Linked DNA regions of Mus musculus: regions 1, 2, 3 and 5 are each linked to region 4. A link is a contact called in public ChIA-PET, HiChIP or PLAC-seq and promoter capture Hi-C data. All regions are on one chromosome and are shown on one strand. The core of a region is the stretch at or near the end of the contact, and the rest is flanking DNA. Distances in the headings are between cores, read along the strand shown.

Region 1 (4,137 bases), core at 1,231-3,730, 330 kb after region 4:
TTAGGGGTGAAAGGCAGAGCCAAGGAATGACTCTTCCCTCCCTTCTAGCTGAACTGAGATAAAGGGATACCCAGAAGCATCATATGCAGAATGCTTTTCCCAAGCTATTAACCTGAACCCAGGAAAGCAGGAATTCTACTTTCTAGTTTTCAGAAAGAGCACGTGTGTGCTCATGCCACTGAGTGCAGGCAGAAGGACATCTGCTGGGAGGGAGGGAACTCTTCCCCACCACTGTGGGCTCTGGGGACTGAACTCAGACTGTCAGGTTTATATGGCAAGTGCTTTTCTTAGCTGAGCCTTAAGCTGAGCCCCAACCTTAAGCCATTTTTTAGAATCTACTTTAAAATGGTTCATCAAGGGCTAGGGATGTAGTTCAGTATCAAGCATTTGCCTACCATGTGTAAGATATTGGATTCAATCCCCAGTATTGCACAAATATACAAATAAAATGGTTAGAATAAGAATGTACTCAGGTAGTAGTGGTGCACGCCTTTAATTCCAGCACTCAGGAGGCAGAGGCAGGAGGATCTCCCAAGTTCAAGCCCAGACTGGTCTACTCAGAGAGTTCCAGGAAGGCCAGAAACACAGAAAACCCTGTCTCAAAACAAAACAAAACAAACCATCCAACCAAAAAAAAAAAAAAAAAAAAAAAAAAGAATGTATACATACCTACCAAAAGAAGTAATTTGTTATTACTATTACTGAGCCTATATGGTAGGCATATGGGTGTTTGTTATAATGTTTAAACATTTTCACAATAAAAATAGAAAAGCCAAACAATTAGTAACAAAAAAAACCAATAGAAGTTAGGTGTTATAATAAGCTAGATAGGTCCAAGGGCTCCTGGAATCAAGTTCAAAGTCCCATCATTGAGAGACAGGGAGTCACAAAGAGCTAAGTCTACTTTTACTTTGCAGCTTGTTTCTGTGACCTTTCAAAGCAGATTTAGAATTCAATTACTCTTTTAATGGATGTTCTCACCTGCTGGCCTCCTTCCAATTTCTTGTTGAGCTTTTGTAGTTGGGTAAACATCTGGAGGTTTTCTTGCTGGAGCTTCTGCTGTTCTTCCAGACACTTTAACACCAGAGCCTGCAACCTGTCAACCTCCACCTGCAGAGCACTGCACGCACAAGCAGCAGAGGTCAGGGCTTTCCCAACACACGGCACTGCAGGATCCAGCCGAGGGGGCTAGGGACAAGGAGGAGATAATGCACAGGATCTGCCATGGCTCCCCAGTACAAACAGTTTCCGTTAACCAGCAAGATAATACAAAAATACGCAAAAACAGGTGCAAATGAAGGAAAAAAAAAAAAAGCCTGGATTCCAGTGGCACTTGGTACTAACAGGACAGTGTTTAGTGCTGCTGCAGAATCATCTATTTGGGAGGATTTTACAAAACTCTTACTTTCTTGGTTTTTGTTTTTGTTTTTTGAGACAGGGTTTCTCTGTATAGCCCTGGCTGTCCTGGAACTCACTCTGTAGACCAGGCTGGCCATGAACTCAGAAATCCACCTGCCTCTGCCTCCCGAGTGCTGGGATTAAAGGCATGTGCCACCATGCCCGGCAATTCTTACTTTAATATGTTCTACTTTAAAGTGCTGAAGTGCTGAAGTGAAGTTCTGATCAAGTGAGTGAGGTTCATAAAATGTAGTTGGTCACACTGTGTCAGAGATTCGAGAAGAGTTTGTGAAGAACACTGACAAGACAATTTAAGAAGGCCAACCCAGGAGGGGAAAGGTTTACTCTCAGGTTTTAAGGGCTTTGTTGCCACTCTCCTGGGAAGGCTTTCAGTTATTCTAGTTGGGATTTTTCTCCCATATACACTTTTAAAATTAGCAGGTCAGAGCCAGGTGTGGAATGCACACTTTCATCCCAGCACTTGGGAGGCAGAGGCCGACGAATCTCTGTGAGTCTGAGGCCAGCCTTGTGTACAGAGTGAGTTCCAGGGAAGCCAGAGTCACACAGAGAAACCCTGCCTCAAAAGCAAAATAATAATTAAATAAAAATGAGATGAATAGCAGGTTAGCAAATGCTAGCTGGGGACTCATCCATTCTGTATCACAGGCTGAACACCGCTAGCCTGAAAAGCCTACTTGCTCCTAAGTCCAACACTGTGTGAGCACTGACACGATACCATGAGGGAAATATCACACCTAAGCTCCTGAGATAGACGGCCTGCAGTCCAGAATAGGTATATTAAAATATGACACAAAATAACCTCCAACCACAAAATGGCCTTTAAGCTATGTTTACACAGCATTATGTATATACAGATATTCCAAAATACACCAAAATGTGAGATTGAAAGACTTCTGGGTCCCACTCATCTGGGCAAGAGACACTCAATCTGCATCTGTGACTGCTTTGTGCTATGACGTCAGAGCTGTAGCTGCAAAGGGTTAAACAGCCCACAAAGTCATGTGACGATGCCGTGGCTTCTCTAGATCTGTGGTGCCCTCTGGTTTAGAACTGATTTACAGTTTCACTTCTACCCAGGCTGGCTGTATGCTGTTCTTTCAGCAGACTCCAGGCATTGCTTCTTACATACAGCTCAGCTAACACTCATGGTGCCATTAAAACTGAGTTTGGAGCCTAGGAACGTGGCTATCTGTGAAGAGTTTGCTTAGCATGTAGAGAACCCTGGGCTGGACCCCACACTGCATAACTGGGTGTGTGGCACATGTCTATATCATCATCTGGGAGGGAGATAGAGGCAGGAGTAACAGAGGTTAAAGGTCATCCTCCATCCTTGGCTGGGCTACAGAACCTGCCCCATAAAGAAACAAACCGTCACAACAAAAAGACCATTTGGAAATTCATGGTTCAGCTTAGTACTCCTGAGGAAGAAAGGAAGAAATGACCCTCTTGTGCTGGAAGGCAGAGCGGCAACTGCCAGGACAGTGCAGCACTGGCCCCGAAAGTGAGAGGACATGATGAAGCCAGGAGAGCCCAGGCACAAACAGCCACTGTCAGTTACCCAGGCTCCTGCTGCACGCTGGGGCTCCGGAGGAACTTCAGATGCGACCTTGAGTCCCTGCAGCTCTTCATAGGGCAGCGTGTCCTTCTCAGACTGTGAAAACGCCGCACTTAAGGGAGCGGGGCTGTCAGGCATGGGAATGAACTCTGCGTTTTCCAGCTCCTAGGCAGACAAGAAAGAATCTCACCAGTTTGGCTGCAGCAAGTTCCTTTCTCCCACGGTCTTTGTAGCTTTCACTTTCACGCTGCTGTGACAGCAGCGCCCTCTAGTGGTACAGAATGGTGGCTGACCACATATATTGCCTAACCTGGAACCAAACTTCAGCGATGCTAGCTCAAGTTCAGCAAGTTGTATCTGGTTCATTTCCCAACACAATTCTACACACACTGTCTGCTGGTCAGGAAGCTTGACGGCAAGGCACTGAGGCCTCCTTCCAGGCTGCCTTTAGTCCCAGCACTTGGGAAACAGAGACAAGTGGAACTCTTTGAGTTCTAAGCCTGCCAGGACTACAAACTGAGACCCCGTTTTAAAACAAAACACAGATGTCTTCACGGGTGGGAAAGTGAAGCCTTGACTCCTGTCTCAATTAGTAGGGCACTAGAAACTGAGACCTTGGCAGCCCTCACTAGCTCCTGTCACAGGCTTATCTGAAGCATCTGTTCTGAGGGCATTACCTTCCGAAGCCAGCCAGGACAGGAGCTGCTAGCCCCACAGCTGTTTCCCACGGCCTCCGTGGGACTGATTAAGCCTTCCATCCCACGGTCTGCTTCCATTGTTCCTCGGAAGCCTCCGCTTGGATCTGGAGTTTCAGATTCCTGTTGACTGTCTTCCTCTTCACCCCCGCCGCCGCCGCCACCACCACCACCACCACCAATGCCACCTCCTGGGCTGGAGCTCTGAACCACTGGTAGATGTGTAGCATAGGAAAGAAAGAGCTTCGTTAGGCCACAGAGATTTAGCATCTGACACCTCATTCACCCCCACAGAAGGTCCTAGAATTGCACAAAGTGGAACGTTCAAACAAATATTTGAGACTAAATTGTTTTTACATAGATAGCATTTGAATTTGTAAAAATTATTCTAAAAAGATTTTTTAAAAAAAATTTTATGGGTATGGGTGGTTTCAGCTGCATGTATGTCTGGTACCATGCACATGCATT
Region 2 (4,140 bases), core at 499-2,998, 350 kb before region 4:
ACTATACAGGGTAAAACTGGTGGGCTTGATTTAGACTTACGTATTTTATTTAACACAGTACCACAGACTTTGGTGAGATGAGAGAAGGTATTTGCAGAATGAAATTGATAAGGAGTTACAAGCTGGAACATGCAAGGAATCTCCGCATGTCAAGGTGTTTCTTTCTTTCTTGGTCTTTTAAGACACAGTGTCTCTGTGTAGCCTTGACTGTCCTGGAACTTGCTCTGTAGACCAGGCTGGCCTCAGACTCACAGAGATCTGACTGCCATCTGCCTCCCATGTGTTGGACTTAAAGGCGTGCGCCAACACGTGATGTACCCAGCACATCAGGATATTTCATAGGAAAGTGAGGAGAGGATATAAGCAGGCAGTCTATGAAAGGGACAATCCACGAGCCTAATAAATGTACTAAGTTAGCACAGTGTAGTTGACAAGATGGCTCAGCCAGCAAAAGGTCCAAGTGTTTGTCGCCAAGATCTGAATTCCAGCCCCAGATCCCACTGCGGAAAAAACCAACTCCAAAACCTGTTCCCTGATCTCCATTCCTGTGTCATGGCACACATATCACACGTGCATGTGCATGCGCCCCCCCCCAATAAAATAAAAATAAAGTTATTACAATAGGATACCATCTTACAGGGCTGGAGGGATGACTCAGCAGTTAAGAGCACTGACTGTTCTTCTGAAGGTCCTGAGTTCAAATCCCAGCAACCACATGGTGGCTCATAACCATTCGGTAATGATATCTGCCCTTTTCTGAGGTGTCTGAAGACAGCTACAGTGTACTTACATATTATAAATAAATAAACCTTTAAAAAATACCATCTTACATACATCATTTAGATACATATTAGGAAAAATAAACTAAACAATACCAAATATGGGGATGGTTATAAGGGACACTAGAACCTTTATATATTGCTGTCAGGAACTATAAATTGGACGCGACCACCCCAAAACATTATAGAATTAAGTATGGCTCAGCATTCTATCCTGAGGTGGATAACTTAAAGAGAAACCATCAGTATCTATCTATCAAGAGACAATTGCCAGGATATTCATTACGGTGTACTTTGTGGTGCTTGAAATACTGGAAGTAATCCAGGCATCCTTTACTAGGGAAATAGAATCTATCCAGGGTGACGCTGAGCACCATTCAGGAGTGAAAAGTCATATAGCATGGATGACCTAAAAAACCCAATGCTCAGTTTAAAAACTTCTCTCTTTTAAAAAATCACAACATGATTCATGAATCCAAAGTCAACATATATTTTAAGGTAACAGGATAATTTAAGTAAGAGGGTCTGAAAAAAATTAATGCAAAGGAGGGTGTGCCAAGAGCAGATCGGAATTGAGAACGAAAACTAAGGGAGGAAGATGCCAAAAGAGGGGGGTCCGCAGTACCTAGAGTGAGGCAGCGTCAACTCCATTCTGTGCAGCCAGGGTTCCAAATAGCCCAAACTGAAGGAAAGTTGCAAGGAAGGACCCGCAGGGGAGCAGCCCCTTCCCCACTGCCCAGGCAGTGCGTCCCTGACAACCCGGCCGTCCTCACTAGCCCTGCTCACCTGGCACCAGCTCGGGCCGTGGGTCCCGGGACCGCCATGACCCGGGATGCAAGCGACGAGGCGACCGAGCAAGCCCGGTGTCCTCCCCGGGCAGAGTCCTCAGAGCTCGGGGCCCCGCCCTAGGAGGAAAGGGGTGGGACTCTGGCGACCACAGAGACGCGCTAGATAGAGAAGACGGCTCCGGCGCTGTGGCCGTTCCCGGAAGCGCAGCCTTTCCTGAAGAACAAGAGAGTAGCAAGAGGTTATAGAGCTGGCCGGGTGGCCAGAGCGTCCCCTGTGGGGCTGGGAGGTTTCTTTTGCCAACTGGTAGTTCCGAGTGTAACTTTCTCCCAGAGAAGACAGCGTGATCTGTTTTTTAAAAAATTAATTAATTTAAAAAATACATATTTATTTAGTGAGCTATGTGTGTGTTCACGCGAACTGTGAACCAGGGCGTAAGTGTCAGAGAACAACTTTGAGGAGTCAATTTTCTCCTTCCATCATGAGGGCTCCCGAGGAGCCAACTCAGGTTGTCAGGATTGGCGAGAAAAGCCTTCATCGGGTGAGCTGGCTCCCTGGTCCCAGCACGATTTACAAGATTTTCTTGAAAATGTATTTTATGTATAGGAATGTTTTGCCTGCATGTATGAGTACCACGTGAGTGCCTGGTGCCTGCAGAGTCCAGAAGAGGGCATTGGAGTCCCTGGAACTCTAGTTACAGACCCAGGGCTTCTGAAAGAGCAGCCAGTGCTTGTAACCACAGAGCCATCTCTCCAGGACGTCCCATCTCTCCCCAGCGTGATTTTGTTTGTTTGTTTTTTGTTTGTTTTTCGAAACGGGGTTTCTCTGTGTAGCCTTGGCTGTCCTGGAACTCACTTTGTAGACCAGGCTGGCCTCGAACTCAGAAATCCGCCTGCCTCTGTCTCCCAAGTGCTGGGATTAAAGGCATGCGCCATCATGCCTGGCCAGCGTGACTTTTTTTTTTTTTAAAGATGTATTTATTATATGTAAGTACACTGTAGCTGTCTTCAGACACACCAGAAGAGGGCGTCAGATCTAGTTACGGATGGTTGTGAGCCACCATGTGGTTGCTGGGATTTGAACTCTGGACCTTTGGAAAAGCAGTCGGGTACTCTTACCCACTGAGCCATCTCACCAGCCCCAGCATGATCATTTAAGTCGGGTAGATGTGACTTAGTGGTAAACGACTTGCGTGTCATACATAAGGCCCCAGCACTACAGAAATAAACATATAAATCAGTTTTCCAGACATATATGGCAGCTCAACCCTGTAATTCTGGACCTGAGGCAGTAGAGCAGGAGGATCAAGAGTTCCAGATATGCCTCAGATACATAGAAAGCGCTGAGTTCATGATTAGCCTGGACAACAGGAGACCTGCCTCAAGGGGAAAAAAAAAAAAAAAGGGTAGAGGATCCTCACTTTACATTTGCAGTTTTCAACACTACTGATTTATAGTGGGTTTCTGGTTTGGTTTGGTTTAGATTGCAGCTGTTTTGGTTCTTTTGGTTTATTCTGTTTTTGTTTTTGTTTTTTCTTCCCGAAACAGTGTTCCACTGTGTAGCCCTGGCTGTCCTGAAACTCGCTCTCTACACCAGGCTAGCCAGGATCTCAGAGATCCACCTGCCTCTGCCTCCAAGTGCTGCGATCCTTAAACGAGAAATGTATGAAATGCTTATAGACTGACTAAAGTGCCCAATGAGAGATTCAAGGAAACAATAATGGCATTTCACATTTGCATCTAAATGTATCTTCCTAGCTCTTGATCCTTAAGGTCAACTCTGGAACAAACACTCAACAAGTCAACAAAGTAACAATTACCAGTTGTTTTCAGAGCCTTTTAGACTTGCTTAGTGGCAAGCTCAGTTATCTTTACAAAGCTTCGTGTCCATGACAAAGATACCAAACAAACAAAGCAAATAGGCTTCCCCAACTTCAACACTAATGACTGTTGCGCCTGTTGGGCCTGGCCTTTGTAGGGTGAGTTGTAGGAGACTGAGCAATGTCTCAGGACTGAGCAGCTGGAAGATGCCAGCAGAGCAGCTGTCCTTAACCCAGCCAATAAAACCATGCTGTCAAATATCCCTTAGCAGAAGGAAGGACCAAAATTCTACCCTCACTCTGCTCCCCAGAATGGAAAACAATGTTTCGGAATGATAGAGAGGGACAGCCAACTTAGGACACAGAAACAGAAGGTCCAGAAAAAACTCTGAGAGGATGGTAACCGAGATTTCTGCAGGGGGAAGAGCTTAATACTTCAGGGTACGATTTTCTAAGATTTGATTTTTAAGCAAGCAAGCAAACAAACACCAGCCAGATACATCAAGACACAAACATCGAAAATTAAACATCACTTAAAGCATGATGGAGAGATGGCTCAACAGTTAGGAACATTGGCTTCCAGAGGCCTAGGTTTGGTACCCAGTACCTTAAAGAAAGCTCATCACTGTCTCTATAACTCCAGTTTCAGGGGTATTGAGGGCTTCTTTGGCCTGGATAGGCACTTCGCAAATATGGTACACAGACATACATGCAGGTAAGACACCTAGACACACATGATAATAAATCAAATAAAAG
Region 3 (4,236 bases), core at 1,511-4,010, 500 kb after region 4:
TCACTTCTCCTGAGTCCTGTCTTGAACCCTCACTGTGCCCCCTTGCTACTCCATCCTTAGATCTGTCAAGCCGCTTACTGCAGCCCCGTAATACTCTCTCTTTTTTTGTTTTTGTTTTTTTTCGAGACAGGGTTTCTCTGTATAGCCCTGGCTGTCCTAGAACTCATTCTGTAGACCAGGCTGGGCTCGAACTCAGAAATCCACTTGCCTCTGCCTCCCAAGTGCTGGGATTAAAGGTGTTCGCCACCACGCCTGGCTGCGCAGCCAGTGTTCTTAACCACTGAACCATCTCTCCAGTCTCTGGCTTGTCCTTTTCAGAGGACAGATGTATTAGATGTTCAACTCTCTGGCCATAATGTTGCCAAGAAGGGGGGGGGGGAACTCTTTGGAGGAGGAAGGATCATCCAAAGACCTCTCTTTTTTTACTGCCAAAGTAAGTGATGTATGAGATAAATCCTGGATATAAAATCTTGACACATCTTTGAGGTGTTGGCCAGAGCTGCTTCAAACCTGAAAAGGAAATAAATCAAATCTCTGCAGTTTTTCTCTAAGAGTCCCTGAGACGCAGTTATGAGTGGAAGGCAAGGCCAGACAGACCCAGGAACTCAAAGGTTGACCTACTTTGTCGAAATTAACAAGAGGGAAGACGTCTGCATAATTTTTCTGTCTCTCCCTTTCACAGTAAAGAACGGTGGGAGCACATGACAGACGAGCTGCAGGCCACGAAATCCCTTCAGGATTGAGCAGCTACACGAAGCCTGTGTTTCTATATCGTGTTGTTCTCTTTCCCTCCCCCCTCTTCCGAGTGAGAAAAAAAAGGGGGGCCTAAATTCCCACCAACATAAACTAATGACATACAATGATGAAATTCTGTTTTCACCTCTGCCTGTGACAGGGAATGCAAAAATAGCAAGTGGCCTATTTCCACGAATCCCCGCCTCCCTGCCCTCCCCGCTCCCGCTGGGTTTGGATCTCTAAGAATGGAGGCTAACGCAGAGGCAGGAGCCAGCCGGGATCAGCCCCCCGAACCCGAGGGTGATGTCAGTCGGCGGGAGCGGACGCAGCCTGGCCAGGGAGGCAGAGGTTCCTAGGGAGCAGGGAGGGCGGGTGGCCTGGATGGGCGGACCGTGCGCCCGGCCGCTCCGTCGCCTGGAGACGGCCCTGGCGGCGCTGTGTTGCTGTAAACAGCCGCTTCGCTGTTACTATCTATAGAAAGATCGCCTAGCTCCCGGGTGCGGCGGCCCGAGGCAGGTTTGTGGTTCTGCACCCCTTGCGCCCCTAAAGATCCATCCGCTGTCCTAATCCTCTCTAGTCCGTCTTGGAATGCCCACCGTTTGGCTTGACCCTTGGGACCCTCAGAATGGAGACGAGGGGGACACATGAGTTCTGCGAGGATCTGCGGTTTCCTATCCCAGAGGTGACCGGCCCAGTCAGTCTAACCCGGCTTGTCCTCTGCGGAAGGACAGGAGGCCGAGGGCAAGTAGGGGTGTGTTTGTTCTACACTGAAGCACCTGACCTCTTCAAAGTTCCATCTTCCAAGACTCAAAGCTGTTCTCAGGTCCCAGACGCCAAAATCTCGGCACAGCTGGGAACCTTTCTTCCCGTCCCCTCTGCGCCCCCACCCCCCTTCCCAAGTCCGATCTGGAAAATCACCCGCTGCAGGCGGGTTCCTTGTAAGCGCAGTTTCCAGGCTGCACGTATTCAGACCCCCATCTCCCCAGCACCGACTTGCTTTCTCCTCCCCCCCCCCCCCCGAGCTCACCTCACTTTGTAATTCTGAGCTCCCCCCCTGCCCCGACTCGCCCTCTGGTCTCAGCTCAAAACTAAACATACGACCCCTTCAGGCATACTTGTAGGGTGGTTTTGCACAATGTTTATCCGTCAGTGTCAACGGGGACTGTCGCCTTGATAGCTCTAAGTGGCTAAGGGTCGGGGAGTAGGTGCTGCCGTCCTTTAAAACACGAATTTATGAATGAACCCAGTACTGTAGTTAAATCAGGTTATTGTACACTTATTTACAATCCTTCACTTGCTGCTTCCAACCTCAGTCCTAAAGTTTCTCCAGGCAAGGAGCTGGAGAGAGGGGCTGAGAAGCTGACCCCCCCTTTTTCTTCTCTGCACTGATTTGGGATGGGGGGCTGATGTGGGCAAGCTTTCCTTTAGGAACAGAGGCTTCGAGCCTTTAAGGCTGCGTACTTGCTTCTCCTAATACCAGAGACTCAAAAAAAAAAAAAAAGTTCCAGATTGCTGGACAATGACCCGGGTCTCATCCCTTGACCCTGGGAACCGGGTCCACATTGAATCAGGTGCGAATGTTCGCTCGCCTTCTCTGCCTTTCCCGCCTCCCCTCCCCCGGCCGCGGCCCCGGTTCCCCCCCTGCGCTGCACCCTCAGAGTTGGCTGCAGCCGGCGAGCTGTTCCCGTCAATCCCTCCCTCCTTTACACAGGATGTCCATATTAGGACATCTGCGTCAGCAGGTTTCCACGGCCGGTCCCTGTTGTTCTGGGGGGGGGACCATCTCCGAAATCCTACACGCGGAAGGTCTAGGAGACCCCCTAAGATCCCAAATGTGAACACTCATAGGTGAAAGATGTATGCCAAGACGGGGGTTGAAAGCCTGGGGCGTAGAGTTGACGACAGAGCGCCCGCAGAGGGCCTTGGGGCGCGCTTCCCCCCCCTTCCAGTTCCGCCCAGTGACGTAGGAAGTCCATCCATTCACAGCGCTTCTATAAAGGCGCCAGCTGAGGCGCCTACTACTCCAACCGCGACTGCAGCGAGCAACTGAGAAGACTGGATAGAGCCGGCGGTTCCGCGAACGAGCAGTGACCGCGCTCCCACCCAGCTCTGCTCTGCAGCTCCCACCAGTGTCTACCCCTGGACCCCTTGCCGGGCTTTCCCCAAACTTCGACCATGATGTTCTCGGGTTTCAACGCCGACTACGAGGCGTCATCCTCCCGCTGCAGTAGCGCCTCCCCGGCCGGGGACAGCCTTTCCTACTACCATTCCCCAGCCGACTCCTTCTCCAGCATGGGCTCTCCTGTCAACACACAGGTGAGTTTGGCTTTGTGTAGCCGCCAGGTCCGCGCTGAGGGTCGCCGTGGAGGAGACACTGGGGTGTGACTCGCAGGGGCGGGGGGGTCTTCCTTTTTCGCTCTGGAGGGAGACTGGCGCGGTCAGAGCAGCCTTAGCCTGGGAACCCAGGACTTGTCTGAGCGCGTGCACACTTGTCATAGTAAGACTTAGTGACCCCTTCCCGCGCGGCAGGTTTATTCTGAGTGGCCTGCCTGCATTCTTCTCTCGGCCGACTTGTTTCTGAGATCAGCCGGGGCCAACAAGTCTCGAGCAAAGAGTCGCTAACTAGAGTTTGGGAGGCGGCAAACCGCGGCAATCCCCCCTCCCGGGGCAGCCTGGAGCAGGGAGGAGGGAGGAGGGAGGAGGGTGCTGCGGGCGGGTGTGTAAGGCAGTTTCATTGATAAAAAGCGAGTTCATTCTGGAGACTCCGGAGCAGCGCCTGCGTCAGCGCAGACGTCAGGGATATTTATAACAAACCCCCTTTCGAGCGAGTGATGCCGAAGGGATAACGGGAACGCAGCAGTAGGATGGAGGAGAAAGGCTGCGCTGCGGAATTCAAGGGAGGATATTGGGAGAGCTTTTATCTCCGATGAGGTGCATACAGGAAGACATAAGCAGTCTCTGACCGGAATGCTTCTCTCTCCCTGCTTCATGCGACACTAGGGCCACTTGCTCCACCTGTGTCTGGAACCTCCTCGCTCACCTCCGCTTTCCTCTTTTTGTTTTGTTTCAGGACTTTTGCGCAGATCTGTCCGTCTCTAGTGCCAACTTTATCCCCACGGTGACAGCCATCTCCACCAGCCCAGACCTGCAGTGGCTGGTGCAGCCCACTCTGGTCTCCTCCGTGGCCCCATCGCAGACCAGAGCGCCCCATCCTTACGGACTCCCCACCCAGTCTGCTGGGGCTTACGCCAGAGCGGGAATGGTGAAGACCGTGTCAGGAGGCAGAGCGCAGAGCATCGGCAGAAGGGGCAAAGTAGAGCAGGTGAGCAGCGATTCTGGACCTTTGTGGGCTGGGGGGGGGGGGGGGGGCGGAGACTGACGCACAGACCACACAACAGAGAAGGGACGCTACTGACTGCACTTCCTGACCAGGAGCTGTGGCTGCTAGCCCTTTCCCTCCCTTGTCAGATTTTGACAGTTGGACCCAAGACAAACTCTAGA
Region 4 (4,204 bases), core at 834-3,333:
TCCACTTATAGGGTTGCAGACCCCTTCAGCTCTTGGGTACTTTCTCTAGCTCCTATATTGGGGGCCCTGTGTTCCATCCTATAGATGACGGTGAGCATCCACTTCTGTATATGTTTCATTTTTTAAAAATATGGGTGCTGTTAATTCTACCCATGAATGGTAGCCTGGCAGACACAACCTGTTGTGAAAAGATAAGGAACTCCCGGTGGGGGTAAAGCAGAAGTAAAGTCTCTGAAGACATGTCAATAATAAAATGATTTCAACACCAAAAATTCACAACCCACAGATGTGTGAACAACAGAGAGACCTGCACACATATGAGTCTCTCAAAGAGAACAACAGGAAGGACAGCAGTTTCACATTCAAACCGACACAAAATGACCCGTTATAGAGACCTGAAAGTTTAGTAAGAGTTCTGAGGTTCGCCAACACGGTCAAGTTTCAAAATAGTAAAAAAACACATGAACACTCAAGTGGTGTAACCTTTCGGGCTGGAAAAACTTGACAGGAAATGACTGAAAAGACTTTAATGGCAAGCATCTCTAGGGACGATGCTTATGACTATGAAAACACAGGTCGGTCCTAGTGGTGTCTGGGTAATATAGGTGCTGTGATGATGAGCTTAGCTTTATACACAAAGAAACAGAGGCACCAACTGATGGCCCAAAGCAATGCAAATAAAGCAACTCAAGAGAGGGAGTGAACTGCAGCCAGTCAAACGCCCGAGTCCCATAACCAATGCACTGCCTCGCACTGTTACACCTCGAACACCTCTGAACCCAGTAACACTAGGTCAGTGTCATGCAGTAAGAAAATCACAAGCGAACCAAACTGACCTCTGAGCGTCTAGGGCACAGCTTCAACATCGGTAAAACAAAGGTATCAAAAGAGTCAACTAAGATGAAGTTCACATAGCCTACAAGTCTCATAAACTGCACATCCACTTCCAGGAAAGCTGTCCCTGGCCTTCCACAGACTCTCAAGGGGTAAAAGAAACCTCTCTCCGGATGGCTAAGAACAACTAGAATACATCCTAAAAGCAAAGACAAACAAGCAAACGGAAAACAAAACCAAACACTGCCCAGTTTCGCTTTCTCATTCCCACATATTCTCCCTCTCCCATTAAGGACTGCACACCAGGCTTCACAACGAAGAGCACTGTTCCCCATCACATTCCAGGCTTGCTAAGTAGTTGCACATATAAGCTTCTGCACCTGTTTTTCTTGTGATCGTCTAAAAAAGGCCACTGCGACTGGGATAATTGGCTCAATGAGTAAAATACCTGCTGACCAAGCAAGAAGCCCTGAGTTTGGTTTGCCCAGGATCTGGTTAGAAAACAAGCCGGGGAGTAGTGGGCTTGTCCACTCCAGCACCGGAGGGCAGGGATGGGAGTATCTCTGGGGCTTTTTGGTCAGTCAATCTAGCAAAAACCGGAGGTGGAGGTGTTTCCAGGTTGGGTAAGACAGACTGTTTTCTAAAAAGTGGAAGATAAAGACAAGCAGCTTCCTCTGGCTTCTGCTCTGAATTTCTGCTCTGATGCACCTGCACGCTCGTGCTCGTACACACACACGGGAAGAGAGAGAGAGAGAGAGAGAGAGATGCAGACAGACAGAGACGGAGGGAGAACATTGGGGGGGGATGTCCTCCATCGCTATTACATTCCTCTCTTTCCGAAGAATCTTACGCCCAGCCTCACAAGTTCCAAGCCGGCGAGGAAAACCAATCAATAACCAGAGCCTCAAGGCTGAACTACAGAGCCAAGGCTGAAATGATGTGCCAGAGGAAAACCAGAATGTACTGTCAAACTATGGGACGCCCAGGATTCCCGACCCCTCTGCCCTCGTCCCCTCTTCTCTCGCTCGCCTTCAGCAATTCTGGTGCCTACGGTCGGCTGGGCTCTGCCTCCGGCTGCGGCGTGAAGAAAAACGTTACCCGAACGGGGGCTGCAACGTGGCCAAGTCCTAGTTCTGGGGTCCGAGGAAGCAGCGGCCTCATCCAGCACAAATCCTACCCTCCACCCGCCCCCCAAAAAAATCTCCAGTGTCGATCTCCGCCAGCGTTAGGAGCCGGCTCGGAGCTTTTACGTTTCCCAAAGTAGCTTCCGCCTCCGGGTTGGCCTTTGCCGGAAAGAGCGTGAGGATGACGTAAAGTGTCGCGCTGCGAGCGATTCCGGAAGAAACAGGAGTGCGGCGTGAACATGGTGAGCGGAGTGGGAGAACTTTGTCAGAGAGTTTTGGGGAGCAAACGGGAGCTCAGCCTTTGGCCAGATATAGACTCGGTGCTTCCTTGTTTGTTTGTTTGTTTGTTTGTTTGTTTAATTCCATTCTGGCCTTAGTTCGAAGGGAGTAGGGAGGGGGACTGAGTGCTGTTTGGGGAGGGGCAAGAAAAATAGAAGAGAACTTTAAAAGATGTTTTCAGCTCTTTTTAACTCGAAAACTTCTGTTTCAAGGGGAAGCAAAAGAAAACAAGGAAATATGCGACTATGAAGCGAATGCTCAGTCTGAGAGACGAGCGACTGTGAGTGGTCAGAACCAACTGGTTTCTTAAACTGATCAGAACTACAGAAGTCACGATGGGCTAAGTAGAAACATCTGATGTACTGGTTTCTTAAACTGCAGAAGTCACGATGGGCTAAGTAGAAACATTTGATGTTTTTTTGTTTTGCTTATAATGTCTTAGGTCTGTGTTGCATGGAATTATAGTCACACATTCGGTGGGGCAGGGCATGGTATCGTTGTGGGAAAGCCGGTGAGGAGGTCATACCATGGCTGTCTTCAGGTCCTGCCACCCAAGTTTAAAAAGGACGATGGGAAAAGTCCAAGATAGTCCCATTTTATAAGTTGTAAGAATTCAGAACCTTGCCGGGCGGTGGTGGCACACGCCTTTAATCCCAGCACTCGGGAGGCAGAGGCAGGCGGATTTTTGAGTTCGAAGCCTGGTCTACAGAGTGAGTTCCAGGACAGCCAGGACTATACAGAGAAACCCTGTTTCGAAAAAAAAACAAACAAACAAACAAAAAAAGAATTCAGAACCTTCGAACATGCTAGTATGATATTCCCATTATAAAGAACACTCAAGGGGCTGGTGAGATGGCTCAGTGGGTAAGAGCACCTGACTGCTCTTCCGAAGGTCCAGAGTTCAAATCCCAGCAACCACATGGTGGCTCACAACCATCCGTAACGAGATCTGACTCCCTCTTCTGGTGTGTCTGAAGACAGCTACAGTGTACTTACATATAATAAATAAATAAATCTTTTAAAAAAAAAAAATAAAAATAAATAAAGAACACTCAACCAGTTTCTCTGTATCGGTAAGGACTGGGTAAACAGTTAATTTAATGAAGACTGGGCTTCTTCGTGTTTAAGATTTTCGGAACAAGAGAGTGGTCATTAGAACCTTCAGAATTATTATTCTCAGCTTCTGATGTGGGTTTTTATTTTATCTAACAATGTCCCACTGATCACTTCCTTGTGTTGAGTCTTTATTTTATACGTGTGTTATGTTTCAGGCCTTTATAAATAACGTGGAGAAACTTTCCTCCTAAACTTGTGGTTTGAGTCCTTTTTGGTTTGATTTGGTTTGGTTTGTTGTTGTTGTTGTTGTTGTTGTTGTTGTTGTTGTTTGAGACAGGGTCTCACTAAGTAGCCTTGGCTACCCTGAAACTTGCTATGTAAACCAGACCTCGAATTTTTAGGGCTCTGTCTGCCTCTCTCTCCCTGGAGCTAGGAGGGCCACCATGCCTACCTTGGGATATTCAGAAGTCTTCAGCAGGTTAATAACAACCTCTTCACGGCCTCTTACACGTGGTTTGTTTTTGTTTTTTTTTAGCATATATTATACATAACAATAGATATCATTATGTTATTTTTCAAGTGGGTATATAATGTACTTTGAGTAAAATCAACCCCCATTTATACCAAGAAAAAAGTTAATAATTAGAATTTATTCATTAACAACATCTTGAGTTTATTAGCCTTACTGATTAATTTTTATATTTTCTGGCTACTTCCTGCTCTATTTACTTGTTCTCATAGTATATGTTGATGCTAACATCACAAAGTCCACAACTGGATTTCTTTGGTAGCAGAAAGAGAATGGAACTTGAGGTGATAGAGATTGAGCCCAGGGCTTCACGCGTGCTAGGCCAGCCCCAACAAACTGAAACTTCCAAATGAAATTTCAACTGCATCATGTTTCCCTTCTC
Region 5 (4,217 bases), core at 522-3,021, 270 kb before region 4:
AGCCAATTACCGAGTCCTTCCTAGGTTCCAGGTGCTGTGGGGGGAGGGGGGGGGGAGGGAAGCACAGAGGAAGCACAATCCCTGCTCCAAAGAGCTATTTTCCCTAGATCTGCGATTCTTGGAGAAACATAAAAACAAAAACTATGAGTCAGACTCTCGCCCTATATTATCTCCTATAGGTGTTGATGGAGGAAGGGGGCAGGAAATCCTCTTATTTCCTGGAGATTTATGAGTTGGACTTCACTGTTTCTGGGACTCCTTAGAGGCTGCAGGCAGAAGGAGCCAAGGCTGGACTGCAGAATAGGGGTTAAGGGCGGCAGTAAGCTGATCACTGTTAGCAGGCCCGACTAGGGGACTGGGGCAGTGAGAGGAGCTCACTGCGGGGAGATGTCTCTCCTGGCATCTCAGGACAGTTTCCTGAGGTGGACAGATGCCCAAGGCTCTTATCCTCATCTTAGAGATGAGGAGACTGGGCTTAATAAGCTTGGACAACTAATGCCAGGAATTAGAAGCTGCCAACCAGAGCCTTTTGACCTCCAAGGGTGCGGAATTGAGCTGGGTGGGAGGGTGCCGAGGAGCCAGTCTGAAGACCGTGGTCAACCACAGCAGTGAACTAGTCTACCTCTACGCAGTTTTATTTCCATGGGTCTGTTCTGCCACTCACAGAACTCTGGGCTGAAGAACTGGAAGCACTTTGCAGGCCTGAATGAGCTCATGCTACATACTCTTGCCAGAGAGAGAGAGAGAGAGAGAGAGAGAGAGAGAGAGAGAGAGAGAGAGAGAGAGAGAACCAAATGGAAGCTCTGTCGGGGTCATCAGCACTCAGGCATATAATAGAAAACCAGATCCGGGTCCACTACGTTGTCTTCCCAAACCAAGCAGTGTGATGCAAGCCCAGCCCCTTTTCAAGAGGAAGAGAGTCACGGAAAAAGCTGAGGAACCTGTCACCTTTTCCTTTCCCCCAAAGAAATGTATTAACCAGTCCTGAGGAGATAGACAACCCCTGCCCCCATTTCCCTGTCCCAAGGGCTATTCCAGGGCAAAGAAACCCAAGAGCAAAGAGATCACAGCTTCTCCAGTCACTCTAGTGACCAGGCTTGGATGGGAAGGAATAGCTGAGTGAAATCCACTCAGATTTGACCAATGTCATGGAATCTTAGTGGAGACTGATACTAGGGAGTCTGGGAGACTCACATCAATGTTCCTGTAATCAGTAGGCAAGGTGTCTCAGAGCTGTCTCAGGTCAGGGCCAAGACCTGGAGGTACAGGGTCAAGGTGCCCAGGTACCTATCACAGTCTGGATGCCTCAAGTCTCTCCTAGAGTCACCCAACAAGGAGGTGAAGAGTGGGGCTGGACCTGGCCAGAGCTCTGAAGGAGTGCGAGGACCTGTAGGGGTTGGAGCTTCAGCACTGCTAGGCTCCCCCAGCATTCCCCAGCTCTCTCGGTGCCTAGCTCTGCGCTCCCGCTGCGCCCCCAGACGGCTCCTTACCTGTCGCTCTGCGGACCGTCCCGCCTCCTCGCGGGGCTCGGGGACCGGGCATGGGCCGGCGAGCAACGGCGTCCCCGCCTCGCGGCCGCGGTGAAGCTTCCAGGAGAGCTCCCTGCTCCCGGCCCGCGTCCCTGCCGCTGTCGCCGCCGCTGCTTCAGAACCGTGGACAGCTCCCGCTCGCCCGCCGCCGCCCCGCGCGCCCTACACGGTCCCGGGAGCCCCGCATCCCGGCTCCGCCGCGCTCAGCTCTCAGCCCGGCCCGAGGCGGCTCCGCGCCGACTTGGGGGAGCGGCGAGGAGGGTCCCCGCCTCCCGCCGCCACCGCCTGCCTCTCGCCTCCGTGCTCCCTTCCACGCTCCAGAACCAGCCCACCAGGCACTCCGGACCCAGCTCCCGGGAGGGGAGGGGCGGGGCGGGGCGGGGCGGGAAGTCGGGGAGCCCGGAGGAGGCGGCGGCGGCGCGAGGGGCGCGCAGCTGGAACCGGCTTTTCTGCTTCCTGGAGCCAAACCCTCTTCTCCAGCTTTTCTCCCCTGCCTCCTCTCGCGCACCCCAGAAGCGATGCGCGCGCGACCCTTGAGCTTCTTAGAGTATTTTTGAGCTCTGAGGCTCCCAAGCTCTGAGTTCAAATTATTGATCAGCCCTACAAAGAGAAACAAACAAACAAAAATATTTATTGAATGCCTACTAAATAAACCACGCCAGGTTATTTATTTATTTAGCCAGAGTGATCTCATTTAATTATCTTAACAATCTACTAGGTACCCTCTGTCTCCCAAACATGGATGAGTTGTGCTGAGGTCAACACAGCTTAAATATCGGGATTTGGAGACTTCAGTTCTGTTGGGAAGTATATAGGTTCTATAGCCCATGAGTTTTGGTGATAGTTTGTTCCAAACACTGTGTGACCCAGAGGAAGTTACAAAACCTGTCAAATTCTCCAGACGGAATCCATCAATGAGGGGGTCATATAAGGACATATATGTGACACATTGGCATCCAATAGGCTCAGTGGGTGAGCCATCTCTGTCATTCTCCCATGAGGAGGCCTGAAATCTAATCTGACTGTAGGGTTCTGGCGGCTCTGTGTTCCCAACTATGCGGCTCTTTTTTTTCTTCTTCTTGAGCTCCCATAGATTTTTATTTTTTTAGATTTATTCATTATGGGTGGTTATGAGCCACCATGTTATTGCTGGGATTTGAACTCAGGATCTTCAGAAGAACAGTCAGTGCTCTTACCTGCTGAGCCATCTTGCTAGCCCTTTAATTTAATTTAATTTAATTTAACTTAATTTAATTTAAATTTTTGTCATTTGTTTTGTTTTGTTTTGTTTTTTGTCTTTTTAAGCATGGTGAGAGATTAGCCCTACCGCGAGTGTTGTGAATGGATGGATACCAGCATTGTTCATGCCTTCCCCTCTACCCATGACAAGGTCTTGAGATTCATCATGGTACCCAGAGGACAGGAAAAAAGGCATATTCTCATTAAAGGAAGGTAAATAGCGATGGGCAAAGGGAACTCCAGAGCACGCTGAAGCTGAGGCAGCTGTAGAATCCTGGGAACAAAACTCTGCAGTGACCCCTCCCTTCTCCCATGTCGGGATGCCAACCTACACTGAATGGGAGGGAGCTCTTGTGGGCGCAGAACATCTAAAGCAGTTCCCTTTAGCTCCCAGCCTGCAGAGGAAGGGCCACGGTCTGGTCTCTTTGGGTTTCTCCTTCAAACCCGGCAGAGAGCTTCCTTGGCCTAGGGTTGGTCACGGGTCTTTTCCTGGCTCTGTCCACTAGAGTTATACTAGGAAGGCTCCTGCCCCACATGCATGTAAGTAAACCCCTTCCTAAAAGCATCATCTCTTGTGTTACTTAGCTCACTTTTAGTCTCCCTGCCATAGGCACATAAGGCCCTTGCTTGTCTTTGGCCTCCCCCTGCTTGCCCCTTCCCCACCCTGGTTTTTGTCAATGCCTGGGCTGCTTACTAAATTACTAATTAAAAGGATAATCATAATAATATTAATAAAATAATAATAATAAGCCAGTGAAGCAAAAGCTGAATAGGAATTTCAAATACTAATGTTGATAATTAAGTGCTGCTGTCTGGAGGGAAGGCTCCAAGAGAGACCTATAGTTGGTGGTGTGTCACCGAGCCATGGCCTGGGTGCCAGGGAACCTTAGGTGCTGGTCTTCCTTTGTCACTGACTGTGCAACTTCTGGCAGTTGCCTAATCTTCCTGGGCCTTTGCTCCTTTAGGATTGTAAACCCTTCTGTAGCTTTGAAGTAGGAAAATAAGCATTGTGTAATGGGGAATGGGGAACAGTGGCTAATGCAGCAATAAGAACTTCCAGGGAAATTACCTTTTACTGCCTGCAAGGGATAGGTGGGACTGAGTCTGTACCTCTCTCTGTATGTCTCCAGTGGGTTTTTTCTATATCCCTCTGTCCTTTCTCCATCATGCAGTGTGAGGAAATTTAGCACCGGGAATGTAAAGAAAAGCCCAAGTCTAGATCTTTGAAGGATTTACACTGGAGGGTTTTTAGAAAGTTAGACATGTTGGCCAGTAATTCGACACATGGAGAGAAGTTTATGAAAAGTCCTCTCTGCCTCAGGAAGTCCTTGGAGGTTTCCTGGAGGAAGTGACATTTGAGTTGAGTTTTATCAAAGAATGAGACATCTCCAAGACTGACTAGGAAGGCTGAAGTCAAAAGAGGAGGTAAGAGTCAGACAGGGAAAAGAT

The links. Promoter capture Hi-C pulls out the DNA fragments that hold promoters and counts their contacts. ChIA-PET counts read pairs in DNA pulled down with a chosen protein or histone mark. HiChIP or PLAC-seq counts read pairs in DNA pulled down with a chosen protein or histone mark. Capture Hi-C pulls out chosen DNA fragments and counts their contacts.
Region 1: an H3K4me3 HiChIP or PLAC-seq map of pro-B cells shows a contact between it and region 4, with 3 times the contacts expected there. The contact joins the enhancer-like site here to the promoter of Arel1 in region 4. A contact is called at or near these places in 12 of 39 promoter capture datasets (the 3T3-L1 cell line, the HPC-7 cell line, the SN4741 cell line and 7 more), 1 of 484 Hi-C or Micro-C datasets (adipose-derived mesenchymal stem cells) and 2 of 115 datasets of contacts at active chromatin or transcription factors (memory CD8 T cells and pro-B cells).
Region 2: a contact with region 4 is called in a promoter capture Hi-C map of stem cell-derived epiblast-like cells, with 2.4 times the contacts expected there. The contact joins the promoter of Abcd4 here to the promoter of Arel1 in region 4. A contact is called at or near these places in 11 of 39 promoter capture datasets (the C10 cell line, the HPC-7 cell line, cranial neural crest and 6 more), 4 of 115 datasets of contacts at active chromatin or transcription factors (astrocytes, bone marrow-derived macrophages, embryonic stem cells and 1 more) and 4 of 9 other capture datasets (adipose tissue, embryonic stem cells, liver and 1 more).
Region 3: a contact with region 4 is called in an RNA polymerase II ChIA-PET map of memory CD8 T cells, with 8 read pairs. The contact joins the promoter of Fos here to the promoter of Arel1 in region 4. A contact is called at or near these places in 1 of 484 Hi-C or Micro-C datasets (embryonic stem cells) and 2 of 115 datasets of contacts at active chromatin or transcription factors (memory CD8 T cells and pancreatic cancer cells).
Region 5: a contact with region 4 is called in a promoter capture Hi-C map of pancreatic islet. The contact joins the promoter of Syndig1l here to the promoter of Arel1 in region 4. A contact is called at or near these places in 4 of 39 promoter capture datasets (cranial neural crest, embryonic stem cells, frontonasal cranial neural crest and 1 more), 1 of 115 datasets of contacts at active chromatin or transcription factors (embryonic stem cells) and 1 of 9 other capture datasets (pancreatic islet).

What each region holds. Positions count from the first base shown.
Region 1 is chr12:85,302,486-85,306,622 of GRCm38.p6, forward strand. Nek9 (NIMA (never in mitosis gene a)-related expressed kinase 9) reads right to left here. Exons shown (of 22, transcript NM_145138.2): 19 at 3,652-3,881; 20 at 2,978-3,139; 21 at 982-1,188. Among named protein-coding and RNA genes, the nearest start is that of Zc2hc1c, 16 kb to the left of the region's middle. Within about 2 kb of position 2,481, at least 106 of the 459 cell types and tissues checked have an H3K27ac peak or open chromatin away from gene starts, as enhancers often do. A contact at or near this core is called in hematopoietic stem and progenitor cells, liver, memory CD8 T cells and 1 more, where this site is marked.
Region 2 is chr12:84,615,718-84,619,857 of GRCm38.p6, forward strand. It overlaps Abcd4 (ATP-binding cassette, sub-family D (ALD), member 4), which reads right to left and starts at 1,749. Exons shown (of 19, transcript NM_008992.2): 1 at 1,566-1,749. The coding sequence starts at 1,603.
Region 3 is chr12:85,471,130-85,475,365 of GRCm38.p6, forward strand. It overlaps Fos (FBJ osteosarcoma oncogene), which reads left to right and starts at 2,761. Exons shown (of 4, transcript NM_010234.3): 1 at 2,761-3,051; 2 at 3,806-4,057. The coding sequence starts at 2,911.
Region 4 is chr12:84,968,766-84,972,969 of GRCm38.p6, forward strand. Arel1 (apoptosis resistant E3 ubiquitin protein ligase 1) reads right to left here and starts at 2,084. Exons shown (of 20, transcript NM_178065.5): 1 at 1,864-2,084. It overlaps Fcf1 (FCF1 rRNA processing protein), which reads left to right and starts at 2,165. Exons shown (of 8, transcript NM_028632.2): 1 at 2,165-2,200; 2 at 2,450-2,517. The coding sequence starts at 2,198.
Region 5 is chr12:84,697,036-84,701,252 of GRCm38.p6, forward strand. Syndig1l (synapse differentiation inducing 1 like) reads right to left here and starts at 1,772. Exons shown (of 4, transcript NM_001033334.2): 1 at 1,491-1,772.